2 separate regions of the Mus musculus genome follow, and region 2 is linked to region 1. The links are chromatin contacts, called in public Hi-C maps. All regions are on one chromosome and are shown on one strand. Each heading gives the region's core, a stretch centred on a gene start, on an enhancer-like site or on the middle of the called end of the contact. The rest is flanking DNA. Distances are from core to core; before and after follow the strand shown.

What was found. Hi-C and Micro-C count contacts between places; a contact is called where the count stands out from the background.
Region 2: a Hi-C map of uterus shows a contact between it and region 1, with 11 times the contacts expected there. The contact joins the promoter of Ormdl3 here to the promoter of Snf8 in region 1. A contact is called at or near these places in 3 of 484 Hi-C or Micro-C datasets (CD4 T cells, neutrophils and uterus) and 1 of 115 datasets of contacts at active chromatin or transcription factors (astrocytes).

What each region holds. Positions count from the first base shown.
Region 1 is chr11:96,031,205-96,038,981 of GRCm38.p6, reverse strand. Snf8 (SNF8, ESCRT-II complex subunit, homolog (S. cerevisiae)) reads right to left here and starts at 4,097. Exons shown (of 8, transcript NM_033568.3): 1 at 3,915-4,097; 2 at 3,613-3,663. The coding sequence starts at 3,968. It overlaps Gm24949 (a small nucleolar RNA gene), which reads right to left and starts at 6,304; the gene lies at 6,090-6,304.
Region 2 is chr11:98,582,310-98,590,086 of GRCm38.p6, reverse strand. It overlaps Ormdl3 (ORM1-like 3 (S. cerevisiae)), which reads left to right and starts at 2,842. Exons shown (of 4, transcript NM_025661.4): 1 at 2,842-2,959; 2 at 5,947-6,145; 3 at 6,800-6,951; 4 at 7,240-7,777. The coding sequence starts at 5,972. The coding sequence ends at 7,375.

The sequences.
Region 1 (7,777 bases), core at 2,848-5,347:
TCTACCATTACCCTATTTATTCTGTGTTTTCTTTGTGTCTTTGTTCTTATTTTGAGATGGGTTCATGGAGTCCTGTCTGGCTTGAACTCACTATAATAAAGTGGGAGATGACCTTGAACTCCTGATCCTCCTGCCTGTACTTCCCAGGTGCTGAGATTACAGGCATTGGCAAGGGTTCTCAGCTTTGTGCTCTGCCTCCCATCGATGCTCTTATCTATACTCCCAGAACAGTCTTGCTGCAGGCAGAGAGGAGATGATATTGGCTCCTCTGTGTTTGTCTTCACTTGTCCCAGTTCTAATTATCAACATGCACAACAAATGTGCTTTTTCTCTTCTTTCTGGAAAAATTCATTAAACTAAAGGTACAACAATCTATTTTGTCTTTAAAAATGGAAGAATACCCAGGCAGTGGTGGCACACATGCCAGCCCTTGGGAGGCAGAGGCAGGTGTGTCTCTGAGTTTGAGGCCAGGATGATTTACAGAGTGAGTTCCAGGACAGACAGGGCTACACAGAGAAACCCTGTCTCGAAAACAAAACAAAAACAAAAACAAAAAAAACAAAAAAAAAAAAAAAACAAGAGAAGAGAATTATTTCTATTACCTTCCTTTTTCTCTAATTAACAAAAAACTTTTAGGTCACCAAGAGTAATCACTTCTGACCCAGCATCTCTTCATTTGCCACATAAAATCATCAGAAATCTCTATCTACTTTTAATGACTGTACTCAGTTAAGACTGGCATGCTGTTTTCCCTAGAACAAGAGCTTCTTTGTTTTGGTTTTATTGAGTGCTGGGATTAAAGACATGAGCCACCACTGCCTGGCCTTATTTATCTTTTAATATTTATCTTAGCTGTGCATGTTTGAGTATATGTACATGCATCACATGTGTACAGGAACCTGAGGGGATCATAAGGTTTTGCATGCCCTGGAACTGGAATTATAAGCATTTGTGAGGTTCCATGTGGGTGCTGGGAACCAAACCTACGTCCTCTGCAAGAGCAGTAAGCACTCTTAACTGATAAACCATCTCTGCAGTCCCCAAGTAAGTGCTTCTTAAAGCATAATCAGGAGCCAGGGATGTTGGTGCACGCTTTTAATCCCAGCACTTGGGAGATAGAAGCAGGCAGATCTCTAAGTTCAAGGCTGGTCTGCTGTACATAGAGAAACCCTGTCTCAAAAAACAAACTAATTAAAAGCATAATCTAGATGGAAAATGTGGTTAAGAGCTTGGGAGGTTGCAGTGGGAGGATCCAAGTTCAAGGCCACACAACCGGCTCTATGATAAGAATGATAAGATGGGGGCTGGCAAGATAGCTCAGTGGGTAAGAACACCCGACTGCTCTTCCGAAGGTCCTGAGTTCAAATCCCAGCAACCACATGGTGGCTCACAACCACCCATAACAAAATCTGATACCCTCTTCTGGCGTGTCTGAAGACATACAGTATACTTATGTATAATAATAAGTAAAATCTTTTTTAAAAAAATGATAAGATGATGAGATGAAGGAAGGACTAAAGAGATACTAAGTGGCTGGCACTGCTGCCCCTGAGAGGAGCAAGGTCTGCTCCCCAGCAATCACGCACACTAGGTGCTTTACCATGACCTACCGCTCGCTGCAGTGGATCTGACACTCTTTTGGCCTCTGCAGGCTCCTGCATACATGTGTGCACAAGCACACTGACAAACATATAAACAAAATAATTACAATAATAAAATAAATAATTACAATGACATCCTGTCTATTTTTCCTCAGATCAAGAGCCCATTTCAGCCAGGCAGTGGTGGCACATGCCTTTAATCCTAGCACTCGAGAGGCAGAGGCAGGCAGATTTCTGAGTTCGAGTTCGAGGCCAGCCTGGTCCACAGAGTGAGCTCCAGGACAACCAGGGCTATACAGAGAAACCCTGTCTCGAAAAAAAAAAAAAAAAAAAAAGCCCATTTCAAGCCAAAGCCCCTCCTCTTCCTCAGCAACCACAATGCCCAAGCGCATTCAGAGTCCATACACAAAAGGGTGAGGTTAGAGACGGGGCCTGAACCCGTCATTCATCTGCCCTCCTGCATGTTCCCAGGTGCCGAGAGTGACAGGTGCCACAAGTCAGGCCCGTTTTCACCACTGTGAGATACATGAAATAAAAGCCGTAAGCTGGGGTACAGTTGGGGATGGGACACATCCACTGCATGTGCCAGGCCCTGAGTTTGCTACAAAGCACCGTAATAAAGGATGCATGCATGGTCCTTTCATCCCACCACGGGGAGGCAGAGGCAAGTGAATGGCCTACTGAAAGGCCACCCTGTTCAACTCTGCTAGTCCCAAGCAATGAGAGGCAGTAAGAGCCTCTCGAAAAACAAGCAAGAAAAGAAAGAGGCCAGACATGGTGCCAAATGGCTTTATCCTAACATTTGGTAGGCAGAGGCAGGAGGATCTCTGTGAGTTCCAGGCCAACCTGGTCTACATTGTGAGTTCCAGGGCTGCCAGGAGTGCATAGACCCGGTCTCAACAAAACAAATAAAGCAAAATTTCCAAAAAAAAAAAAAAAAAAGGCATCTGTCCAGCAGACTGTTCAACCTTGCACACCACCATTCTTACTATTAATCATTATGCCTAAAGATTATCATTTCAAAGTATCTCTCATAATATTAATAATTTTACTTTCTGTCTCAACTTCTTTGGACATGCCGGTGAATCCCATTGGCTTATGCTTTCCTAATGCAACTGCAATGTTATTAGTAAATAAATATCAGTGGGCTGGAGAGATGGCTCAGCGGGTAAGAGCACTGGCTGCTCTTCCAGAGGTCCTGAGTTCAATTCCCGCACCACGTGGTGGCTCACAACCATCTGTAATGTCATCTTGGTGCCTTCTTCTCGTGTGTCTGAATACAGCAACAATGTACTCACATATATTAAATAAATAAATCTTTTAAAAATAAATAGATAGATATCAGCATTCGTTTTTGTTTTGTTTTTCAAGACAGCACGGTGACTCTTTATAGCCATGGCTATCCTGGAATTCCCTCTGTAGACCAGGCTGGCCTCCAACTCAGAGATCCATCTGTCCCTGCCTTCCCGAGTCCTGGGATTAAAGGCGTGTGCCACCTCTGCCTGGCGAAATGTCAGTACTCTGAGGAAAAATTATCATTTTGGTTTTTAAAGAAAGTTTAAATTTTTGCTGTGTTGAGCACGGCTTCCAGCACTTGTGCATGTCAGGCAAACGCTCTAACGCTGAGGTACATTCCCAGATCACTGGATGAACTTTTTAAATCTAGGTTGACATGGAATTGTAATGAGGATTGAACATGACCATAAGGTTGGGAAGGGTGGCATTTGCTCTGATCAGACTGAGGCTGGACAGGCTGGGAGCCCAGCCTTAGCAGCAAAGTGAGACACCATCTTTAAAAAAAACAAAAAGAGACAATAACCAAATAAAATAAAAAGGGGAAACGCACAAGTCTAATCAGTCAAAAATCTTAGCTAGTATTACTAGCCATTCTCCCTAAATCTGGATTTGCCTGACATCCTATTTTTAGTTCAGTGGAGACGATCTATACCAAAGGTATATTGGCCAGCCCTGGTCCATCTCCCTTCCTGTCTGAAGCCTTTCAGTCACTCACCTGGGCCAGCTGGTCCTCAGCCAGGACAGTCCCTCGCTCCTTATACTTGGCCTGTCAGACAAAAAGACCGGCATGAGTTGTGACAGTGATCGCCAAGGCTCCCATTGCGCTGCCACTGCCTTAGTATTAAAGATATGTCTTATGCAGTGACTTAACCAGCAGCCTCCTGACACTCCAATCACTCCTCCCTGGGCTCCGGAGAAACCTGTCTTCTACAGATTTAGGGGACTAGAACTCCATTCCGGGAGAATTCAGTGTCTCGAGGGCAGAGCAGGCTCCATCCCGGCTTCTTTCGCGCTCACCTCTGCGAGTTTCTTCTTGGCAATGGCGCCAGCTCCCACCCCGCGCCGGTGCATCCCCACCCCGGGCCCGCGGGCCGCCCCGCAGCCCCGACCCCAGCTCTCCGCGTCCCAGGTTCTGTCGCCAGCTCCCAACACGGAAGCCGGGTGCCGTGCGTCATTTGAGCGCGCCGGAAGTCTCGATATTCACTTCCTGCCGCGGAGTCGAGGAGTTTCTTGCAAGGGCCCCAGTCCCCGCCCTAGCTGGGGGCCAATTTCCAGGAAGTCCAGACGACATCGCAAACGCTAACCCCATGTCCTATTTTAATTCCCCATGCATCCTACCAAGGTGGGCTCCTGGAGAGCGACAGATGCTTCAGGGACATGACCAAGAGCTGTGTTGGCCATGGAAGGTGCCATTTTTTTTTTTTTTTTAGCAAGGGTCTCTCCATAACCATGGTTGGTTGGTCTGGAACTATGCAAGCCAAGCTCACTTCGAATTCAGAGTTCTCCTGCCTTTACCTCCAAATGTTGGGATTAAATGCATGAGCCACCAAACTCATGGGTGCTACCTTGAGCAAAAACCGAGAATAAAACGAAACCTTAGATTAACAAAAAAAAAAAGGCGGCAGCATCTGATAGTTTTGTGCCACGCACTGCACAACTTGCCTTGTTCTATACTTGTTCAAAACCCTCAAGTTCGTGAGTTGGTATTGTATTTCACAAGGGATTCGGGAATCTGCCTTAAATTACTTAACGTCATGAAATAGGACTAGCTATGAGTCAGACAGTCTGACTCAAATTTGGGTTTTTTGGAGGGGGCGGAGTGGGCTAGGGGGAGACAGAGTTTCTCAATGTAGCCTTGGCAGTCCTAGAATTCACTTGCTCTGTAGACCACACTGGCCTTGAATTCAGAGATCTTCCCCATCTTGAGCCACCATACCTGGCCCTTAGCTGTAAAATCTTAACCCAACTCAAGAATTTCTGCAGAGGAATTCAATAGGTAAGTTTGATCAAGTCAGGGTTTGTTTATTCCACCTAGCAGACAGGCTTACTGCATGAACTTCTAAATTTCTCCCTAACACAGGCAGTGTTGTGCCTAGTAAGAGCTAGTGGTGAGGTTTTAAATACAATCGTTATGATTAAAAACGATGTTTATAGACAGTCTTTTACAGTGGCTGGCTAGGAGGAAATACATTACACAAACGAAGGGAGGAAAACATGTAACTCTGTTTGAGACTTTGACACTCTCATCAGATATTCAAGATGCCACAAATGTAAATCCAAACTTTTCCTTTGCCTTCTTTTTTTTTTTTTAAGATTTATTTATGCCGGGCAGTGTCGGCAAATGCCTTTAATCTCAGCACTTGGAAGGCAGAGGCAGGCTGATTTCTGAGTTCGAGGCCAGTCTGGTCTACAGAGTGAGTTCCAGGACAGCCAGGTCTACACAGAGAAACCCTGTCTCGAAAAAAAAAAAAAAAAAAAAAAGAAGAAGCCGGGCGGTGGTGGCACACACCTTTAATCCCAGAGAAACCCTGTCTCAGAAAAAAAAAAGAAAAAGGAAAAGGAAAAAAAAAAGAAATTCAGAAGTCTTAAAAAAAATGTAAATGTTTTTAAATTGTATTTTTATGTATGTTTTGTCAGTGTGGATGTACATCACTTGTATGCAGTGCTCTTAGATGCCAGAAGAGGGCATCAGATCTCTTGGGACCAGATATATAAACAGTTGTAAAGTGTCTTGTCCATGCTGGGAATTGAACCCCAGATCCTTTGCAAAAACAGTCAGTGCTCTTTACCACTAAGCCATCCCTCCAGCCACCCCACCCCATAAATATACATATGATATATAATATAAGATATATGATATAAATTTTATTTCAAATTTCCTTTTGTTGTTGTTGTTTAACTATATTTGCCATGTGATCCAGCAGTTCTACTGGGAGGATTTTTTAAAAAAGATTTATTTATTTTATGTATATGTGAGTATACTGTCACCATCACTGTCTTCAGACACACTAGAAGAGGGCCTTAGGTCCAATTACAGATGGGTGTGAACCACCATGTGGCTACTAGGACTTGAACTCATGACCTTCAGAAGAACAGCCAGTGCTGTTAACTGCTGAGCTGTCTCTCTAGCCCTTTTGGTTTTTTGTTTTCTTTTTTCTTTTTCTTTCTTTTCTTTTTTTTTAATAAACCAAATCCACTCAGACTGCGTTCCCTCCCTCTCACCCTCCCGAAGGAGAGAAGAATGATCATCAATGGCAAGAGGCAGCTGCAATCAAGCAGCACCTAGAGCCGGCTTCACGCTCAGTAGGGGATGCTACGTCTCGTCCTCGTGGTTTCAGGTGCTCTACACAGTCAGAGAAACTTCTCTAGTAACGAACTATAGAAATGATCCCTGAAAGTATAGTCTTCCTTTTGTTGTTTTTTAAAGACAGAGTTTCTCTATAGTCCTGGAACACAGTTTATAAACTAGGCTGGCTTTGAACTCAGAGATCCACTTGCCTCTGGTGCTGGGTTTAAAGTCATGCACCATGCCAGGCAGTAGTGACCCATGCCTTTACTCCCAGCTCTTGGGAGGCAGAGACAGGCAGGTGGCAAATCTCTATGGTTCAAGGCCAGCCTGGTCTACAAAGCAAGTCCTGGACAGCCAGGGATACACACACACACAAAACCCTGCCTCAAAAAATTAATTAATTAATTAATTTAAATAAATAAAAAGAAAAGCCATGCATCACTCCAGGTTTCTTCCTTCCTTTCTTCCTTCCTTTCTTTTTAGACAAAGTCTAACTGTGTAGCCCTTGCTTGCCTTGAACTCACTATCATGAATCAGGCTGGCTTTCAGACTCAAAGACATCCACCTGCCTCTGGCTCCAGAGTGCTGGGATTAAAGATGTGGGCTGCCATGCCCTTCATCTTTATTTTATTTTATTTTGTTTTATTTTGAGACAAGTTCCACTACATCATCCTAACTCCAACTATATAGTCCAGCTTGCTCAAACTCTCAGCAATCTTCATGCCTCGTCTAACCCTACCATCCTTTAAGGCTTTGGTTCTGCCTCCTCACTCACTCTCATGCTGTATTTCCTGTTGCTCATCTTCTTGTTTATTGACATAGTTTTGGTTGTGTGTTGTGTGCACATGCACACACACACTAAACCTGCCTCCAGCTGCACCAGAAGAGGGCATCAGATCCCATTATAGATGGTTTGGCTTTGGTTGTGAGCCACCATGTGGTTGCTGGGAGTAGAGCTGAGGACCTCTGGAAGAGCAGCCAGTGTTCCTAAGCCAAGCCATCTCTCCAGCCCAACATAGTCTTTTTTCTTTTTGTTTTTTGTTTTTGTGTGTGTGTTTGTTTGTTTGTTTGTTTTTCGTGAACAGGGTTTCTCTGTATAGCCCTGGTTGTCCTGGAACTCATTATGTAGAGCAGGCTGGCCTCTAACTCAAAAATCTGCCTACCTCTGCCTCCCAAGAGCTGGGATTAAAGGTGTGCGCCACCACATCTGGCACACGTAGCTTTCTAATTGATGTAAAATGTGTGTGTCTGTGTGGATATACACAAGTTTGTGTGTGTGCCCTCTTTGGCCAGGAATGGATGTTGTGTCTTCTGGAGCAAGAGTTAGAGGCCATTGTGAGGCACTGGATGAGGGTTCTGGGACTGAACTCTGGTCCTCTCAGTCTTACCACTGAGAGGTCTCTCCAACCCACTTATTTACAGTTTTGTCCTCCCAGTCTCCGCTTAAATGACATGTTCTTACTCCATTCCATCTAGAAAAGACTTTTCTGTCTTTCTCCATGTGACTCAGCGTGCTGTGATTAGTAGTGTGTTCGTGTGTTTAAAGATCAAGGCTTGCTGGCACAAGTTGTTCCAGCAACTTGAAAGGCCC
Region 2 (7,777 bases), core at 1,593-4,092, 2.6 Mb before region 1:
GGCGGGGCGGGGGGGGGGTGGCTAGTGGGGGGAGGCGGGGAGGTTGGGGACAGGGAGAGAAAAGAAAAGGGTGAGCTCATGCCCAGAGTGAAGAGAAGAGGAGAAGAGAAAAGAGGAAGAGGGGGAGAGGGGGGGAAGGGAGGGAGAGAGGCAGGGCAGGGGGAGAGATCTAGTGAGCAAAATGTCTGGATTATATAGGGAGGACTCTCTGGGGGAAGGGCAGCCAAGCTCTGGGCTAGAAAGCTCAGTGTATGCCAGGTAGGGATAGAGGGATGCTGGGAGAACCTGAAGGCCAGCTCTGCTTTGGTAAAATAGGCACCTCAGTCCCTTTCCCAGGATCCGAAACCTGAAACCTGAGTGTTGGGACCATAGGCATGGACCCTATGCCTGGCTCTTGAGTTTCAAATAGTCTTGCTATGTAGCCCAGGCTGTCCTAGGACTGACTCACTGTGCTACCCAGGTTGACTTCCAATTTTTGAGTGCCCGACCTCTGCTTCCTAGAACGCACCTGTGCCCCTTGACCTAGGTTTTGCTGACGACATCCCTGAGAAACTCGAAGTCTCTATCCTTATCTTTTCATATCATCCGGCAGCTGTTTTCCCATGATGCCACAGTTTCTACAGCCATAAGTGGTTTCGTATTTTTCTGCCCAGTGTGGATAGAGCATTCCCTTTTTTCTTGGGCACTTACATGGCTCTCAGGATTTCACTGCTAGAGACATTGCTGGGATACACAACCTCTCACACGGAGCCGTGTGCTGTAAATGGGTTTGCTTTCTTAGATGTGGATACAGTCATGCCTTCAGGGCATGGACAATTTAGTTCCTTGGCACACGGTGTCAATCTTTTGTCCCAGGGATTGCGTGTTCCCCGGTGCCTTGTGCTTTCACTCTTCCTGAACAGTGCTCAGGCGTCACAGCTAGAGGAAGACTTGGTTGTCTTGAGGCAATGAATTAGAGGAGATGGTGACAGGGACTCGAGTTAACTCGAGTGGAATGTGATCCATAACTTACCACAAGGCAGAAAGAACCAGAACTTTGTTCATTCCCATTGTGGAAGAAAAAAAAAAAAAACAACTTGATAACAGGAGCTATTAATAGGCCATGACATAGCCAGTGACCTTGCCAATGGAGTCTGCATTAGTCAGAGTGCCTTGTTGAGATGTAGACCCTGTCTGGTCCCTGAACTTCACAGAGATGGGAGAAAACTGGCAAAGATCCAGAGCTCAACCAACTTGATGGACAATGGAAGAATTCCAGGAAAAAAAAAAAAAAATCAAAGGAATCCGGCAAGTTCATTTTGGAAAAAAAACAAAACAAAACTCAAAAACAAAAACACCCCCCCCCCCATTGTTTTGGCTCTAAGGCTGAGCAGGAGGGAATAGGGGGTGGAGGTGCGGTGTGGGAGTGTGGAAGTGTGGGGGTGTCTCTGTGAGGCTTCTTCAGTCTCACAGAGGCTGAAGGACGGTTAGTTAGATGTTCGGATCTGAAGGGCCCCTGCCTCTGGAATACTTGAGAAGCTGCCCATTTTTACTTCTCAGGGTAAGTCAGATAGATATACACTCACTCCTGGCTTCCAGGGCTCCGCCTCCGGCCGGAGACAGCTATTCCTCCCCGCCCCCACCCCCTCTGGCAGCTCCCTGATGATGGGCGGGTCTAAGGAAAAAGCTCCCCAGGTTGTCCGGGCAGGCCTTCTCCTTCCAGTCCTCGCATGTTCAGTCCGTCGCGCATATACAGCCAGCCAGGCTGGCATCTGTTACGTCATCTATTCCTGTCATTCCAGCCTTGCCAGGGTTTATGGGCACGAGACTGAGAAGGTGGGCGGGGGAAGTAGAAACAACTAAAAGGAGGCCCTCTATTGTTGACGTGGAAAGTGGGAGTGACCTAGGAGAGCCAAAGAACACTCTAGTTGCGTTCCTACAAGATAAGAAGTGCTTTGTATGACATTCTTTTGAAATATCAAAGCAACCTTGGGAGTAAGTTTTGACAGCTGTAAAACTGAGATTAAGACAAGTCATTTGTCCAGGCTTACTCTGCCAATAAAGATGTACATACACTATATGTACCTAGCAATAAAGTCTGTGCCCTTCTTTTCAGAGCTTCCAGACATGAAAGTTGCAGAAATGAGGCTCCCTACCTAAAGCTACACGTATTAACCTCAGACAGAAGCTCAAAGCTCCTCACGTTAGTAAGGTCTCGTCCTATGACATAAATCCTATTTTATACCTGATGTAGGGAGGAGATCCAGGAGTGGCCAGACCTACACCAGCAAGGATTAAGCATAAAGACTAGGTGGGCCAAAGATGCCCACAGGCTCCTGTCTCTACCCTGAACACATGTACCCAACTAAAGTCCTGAAAAATGTAATCCCGGGAGTGAATGGGGCTCCTTCGGGGCAAAGGGTAGTGTTTCTCGGCTTCTGGAGATAATCCGGGGCCCAGGCAGCGACGGTTAGGAAAAAACCAAACCAAAACAACCTCTGCATTTAGGGTCAGGCTATCTTAGCAGGGCCTTAATGCAGGTTACTTAAAACTCTTAAGTCTTCGACTACAAGATGGGACATGGACAAACCGCTTGTGCAACACGTGAAGGGCGCAGATGCAAAAGCTACAATTGTTAACGCACCAAAGAGACAGCATCTGATCTCACTATTGCGTCAGGGTGGGACGTTCTGCGGGGTGCCAAAGCTCGCGGTGGGATCAAAAGCTAGACCAGGGAAAAGCCTACAACTCCCAGGAGGCGCCGGGCGGGCCGGTGAGGAGGCAGCCTAGAAACTACACTTCCCAAGAGGCACAACGTGATAGGCGCGTGGTAGTGACGTCACCGCCCCGGCTCGGGGAGCTGATTCGGCCAGAGCTGCCAGCGGGGTAGCCACCGCCGCTGGTTTGTTACAGCTGCTGGAGCGGCCGCGGCCCGGGTTCTCGGGCTCTCTCCCGGGCCCTCGACCTCCAACCCCGCGCGGTGAGTCCAGACGGGTGGCATCGGAGTGGTGAAGCCCGAAGGCTCCACGGGTTGGAGAGCCGGGAGAGAAGGCTGCTGCTGGGGAGGCGTCCGCGCAGGAGGAGACCTGAGCTGGGTGGCTGGGGGTGGAGAGTGCGTGCATCAGGCGAAGGAGTGCCAAAAGAGGAAAGTGGGAGCAGGGGGCCGGGGGTGATAATCCGGGAGGAGCGCTGCAGCTGGGGGTGGGAGGCGGGGAACGGCTGGACTTAAGGGATAAAGGTTTGGCTGCCTCCAGGGTTGAGTGAATGCGTGGAGATGGGGGTTGGGCCCCGAACCCGGCCAGACTGCTAGTGCGAGGTACCAGGCTGCAGAGCAGAAGCGGGAGGCCCCGTGGAAGGAGTTCTCATACACATACTCCCAAGATATCGAGGACACCGTTCCCTCGCTCCTGACTCGTGGAGGCTTGCTTTTTTTTCCACACCCACTTTCCTGAGTCCAGGAGTCGGGCTGGCGAGGACAACCGTGGTTCTGCAGATTGAGGGTGGGCCGAGTGGAAGCGACATTGTGTGTTGCATGAACTCCCTCTTGGGATCCCTTGGGAACAGGTTTGCTGTATAAAGGGCAAGTCTTAAACTGGGGAGGGATTTGGGAAGTGCTTACCGGATGGTTAACGCCGCGGGGAGGGGGGGAAGGCGGGAGGGAGGAGATGGGGGTGGTAATCTGGTCTTGGCATGAGTGTCTGACAGACTGGCTTGGGCCTGCATGGAAAAGAGGCAAAGAGCTATACCATAGCCAAAAGTTTAAAAAAAAAAAAAGTGGTTAACAGGACGGAGTTGCTTCAGGCTCTGATTTGAGGCAGATTATGAAATCACACCAGCTACCTGCCAGTTGTGGTAGCAGTTTTCAGTCTGGTCACCCCAGACCTTTCTGCCCCTGCCAGTCTCCTATTTCTTCACTTCTGGGAGAAAGGTCAGTTGTGTCCTAATGGAAATACACAAAGCCACAGGAAAGTCTCAGGAGTACTTTTGGGAGGATGGTGAAAGAGGGTGCAGCAGTCTCCTGAAGTTCCTAACCTGCTTTAAAAGACAACTAGCACTTAGGCTTTAGGAAGACAGTTCCCGTGGGGTCACCTAGGCTCTCTTAGATGCCCTGTTAGAGCCAGAAAGGAGTGGAGGGTCTTGCAGTCCTGGGATCCAGCCAGAGGTTTGGCACTACTGAACCGCAGTGTGAGGGAGTTGTGTCTATAGCTGTGCCACTGTAGGGCTGTGTAATGGAGAAGGACAGCAGTTTCTGCCGAGACTTGGGAAACTTTTCCTCACCTTAATGATCTTTCAGAGACTTTAGCTCTCAGTCCCTGCCCTCCCATGGAGGCTGTTACATAGTAGATGTCCCAGGGGTGGGCTCTGTTAAGGGCCCTAAGGCCTGAGGAAGGTAAACAACTGGTGTTCTAGTTCCTTGGGTTTCTGTTGGGACCAGTTATCTGTCTTAATGAGCCAGGAGTTTGGTCCCTGGCGTATGTCCACCTGCATGCACCCTAGGCCAACTCAGGGGTATGTTTGTTGGGAAACTGTTGTGGGTCCTATCTCCCGAGGTATTTGAGAAGAGGAAACTTGCTTCCATTATCCTTAAGTAATGAACTTATCTGAGTGAATGCTAGCTCCTGTGGAGGAGGCTTGGCCAGAATCCTAGCTGGGTGAGATAGCATCTGAGTCTGGGGGTGAGGTGACTACAGCAGGGTGAGGGAGCTGGGCTGGCACTTCCAGACTCTCTCCATTGTTCCTTCTTTCTGTGCACCTTGCTGTTAGCCTCAGTAATGTGTCTTTCCCAGGCTCGACACTAAAGTGGGAGAGGGTAAGCCAGTACATGGATGCCTCCCATTTCCACTTTCTGCTGGTCAGCAAGTGGGCCCTCAGGAATCTGGGGACAGCCATGCTCCCCTCTGGCCACTGTGGGCTACTACTGTTGTATTCTGGGCATGAAGGGTAGCCTTTTTCAGTTCCTTGTGTAGAGCTTCTACCACTGGGGCTGGGCAAGAAAGGGGTGTTGTCACCTCACACCCACAGACAGATGCTGGGAAGGGAGCGAGGTCAGGTGAGGCCGAGAAGAGAGGCGGTAGGAGGGAGGCCACAGGTAGTTTTGTGTCCTTGGGAGGGGAAGGTTGGTACAGGTACCACATCCTACCCGTGCACATCCTACCCGTGTTGATGTCAGCTGTGTGCTCTGGTCATGTCCTCCTCTCTCCCTGGTGGGCTGAAGGGCTTGGGTGGTTTGGCATCTAGTGGTGGCACCCCAAGAGAGTCAGCCTCAGCAGCTGCCAAGTGGACAAAATGTCCTAATGGATGGGTCATTTGATGTGGCAGTGTTTGTAGGACTGAGGGAAGGCTGTCCCTGGCCTGCTGTTGCCTCTGCCCTCTTCTCCCTTCCTTGTCAGTCATCCTGGGCCTGGGCTTGAGAAAATCCAGGGTTGGAGAAATAGGGGTGGTAGGAACAGTAGCCCCAAAGTTCTTCATCCGTTGTTGCTTGCTGCACCCACAGATCTTCTCTGCTTCTTAACGTTTTGGGGGGAGAGCTTAGGGTGGTGGGTGTCTTCTGTCAGGTCTTCAGTGAGAGCCAGCAGAGGTTATTTTGAGTGAGAGTTCCAGGGCAGGCTTTTTTCCCTCCTGCAGGAGGAAGAGGCCCTCAGGAGATCTGTAGGGGATATGATTGGGGTAAAGGCACTGATTGTTATAGCCTGGGCAATTGATTGCTGGTCACCTCTTGGTGACTTGTCCTCCCTGGCTATGTCAGCAGATGGTGTGTATGACAGCCTGGTGTTAGTCCAGCCCAGTGACAGGAAATGACTAGTGTCACGTTCACATGGACTTTCTCCAGCTTCTGGGCTTGAGACTCCCAACAGTGGACAGTGGTGTGGAGTTCTCAGGGAGTGAAAAGCCTGCCTCTCTGGGGCTTGGGGTGTGAGGGGCAGGGAAAGTGGTGTGACTTGTCTCACCTGTGTTGCTCTTTTGCAGAGCGGCAGTCAAGAGGGGTGGCAGGATGAATGTGGGCACAGCACACAGTGAGGTGAACCCCAACACACGGGTGATGAACAGTCGCGGCATCTGGCTCTCCTACGTGCTGGCCATCGGACTCCTGCATGTCGTGCTGCTGAGCATTCCCTTTGTGAGCGTCCCTGTCGTCTGGACCCTCACCAACCTTATCCACAACCTGGTAAGATCCTGCTTACCACCAGCCACCCCCCCACCCCCCCCCCACCCCCCGTGCGGGCTGTTCTAGGCCAGAGCTGAGAGATAGGAGGAGCTTCTAATGGGACAGACAGCAGGTCCTGACAACATCTGTCACCAGAGCCCAGGCCCAACTCTTACCTGGCTCCCCCTTGTGGGCTTTAGAATCAAATTTGCACATCGTCCATGTCTCCCTAGTTGGGTGGCTGGTGTGTTTGAAGGACAGCAAACTGGGAGCTGAGCCCATGCTGAGGCTGCCCCCAGGTCCCAGGAATCTGTGCAGAGACATTCTTTTCCCATATTAGGATCTCATAATCCTCTGTGCTCCCTAAAACCTGCTGCTTTGTACCCCACTTTTGAGCAGGCTGGGGTCTAGTCCTTCCTCCTTGGTTTGCTCCTTTTAGCTAACATGTAGAGACCCCAGTTGGGCTGGAAAGGCTGCCTTGCTGTGTCCGTTCCTTCCTTATTTCCCCCCTTGTTCTCCCACCAAGCTCTGGTGCGCTCTCCTGTGTTAAGGCTGCCTTCCTGAGTTACTGCAGCAGAGCAGGTGGCAGTCCACCCAGAGCTGCTGCTGTCTGATAAGTGGGGGAGCCAGGCTGGGAGCCATCTCGTATGTTCTGACAAAGGCCCCTCTTTTCAGGGCATGTACATCTTTCTGCACACCGTGAAAGGGACGCCCTTCGAGACTCCAGACCAAGGCAAAGCAAGGTTGCTGACCCACTGGGAGCAGATGGACTACGGGGTCCAGTTCACAGCCTCTAGGAAGTTCTTAACCATCACGCCTATAGTGCTGTGAGTACTCTGGCTATGGGAGAATAAGCAGAGGTAAACGGGTGGGCTCAGCTGGCCCTAAACCCTCCCAGCTTTGGCCCTTGCTGTATGGATGAGCAGAGGGAGGGAAGAGACATATTCTTGGGTCTCACACGGGGCCTTTGGCCTCCCTGGCCCTGTCTTTCCTCACTGGAGTAAGCTGGGGGGGAAGGTAGGTCAGGAGGGCCTTGCTAGCTAGAGAGTTGTCACTCCACTTCTTATCTGGGAACCCATATTTCCTCCTTCCCTCCCTCCCTCCCTCCCCTCCAGGTACTTCCTCACCAGCTTCTACACCAAGTATGACCAAGTCCATTTCATACTCAACACTGTGTCCTTGATGACTGTGCTCATTCCCAAGCTCCCCCAGCTCCACGGAGTCCGGATCTTTGGAATCAATAAGTACTGAGGTTGTAGCCCCTTCCCCAGCCGGGTTGGCAGGGGAAGGGTGGAAGGCCTTTGCTGTGATGCTGAAGACAGGAGCCTCTGGACACTGCCAGAGATGGGGGTGTGCCCTGGGCCTGGCTTCCCCCTCGCTTCCCCAGTAGCCGACTTGGAGTAGCTTGTAGTGGGGTTAGGGTGGGGCCCTTGGGCTCTAACCCATTCTGAAGTTTTTGATCTTTTTCCTTTTGCCTTTTGAATAGAGATGCCATGGGGGTGGTCAGGAAAGAGGCTGGGCTCTCTGGCTGACTGTGGGCCTGAGAAATTGGGACAGGAAGCCAGGAAAAGGCCCTGTTGGCTTGTTTACCCTCAGGCAGCCATAGCACTTTAGCCCCCAAAAAGGGGGGCAGAGGGACGGTACAGCTTCTGC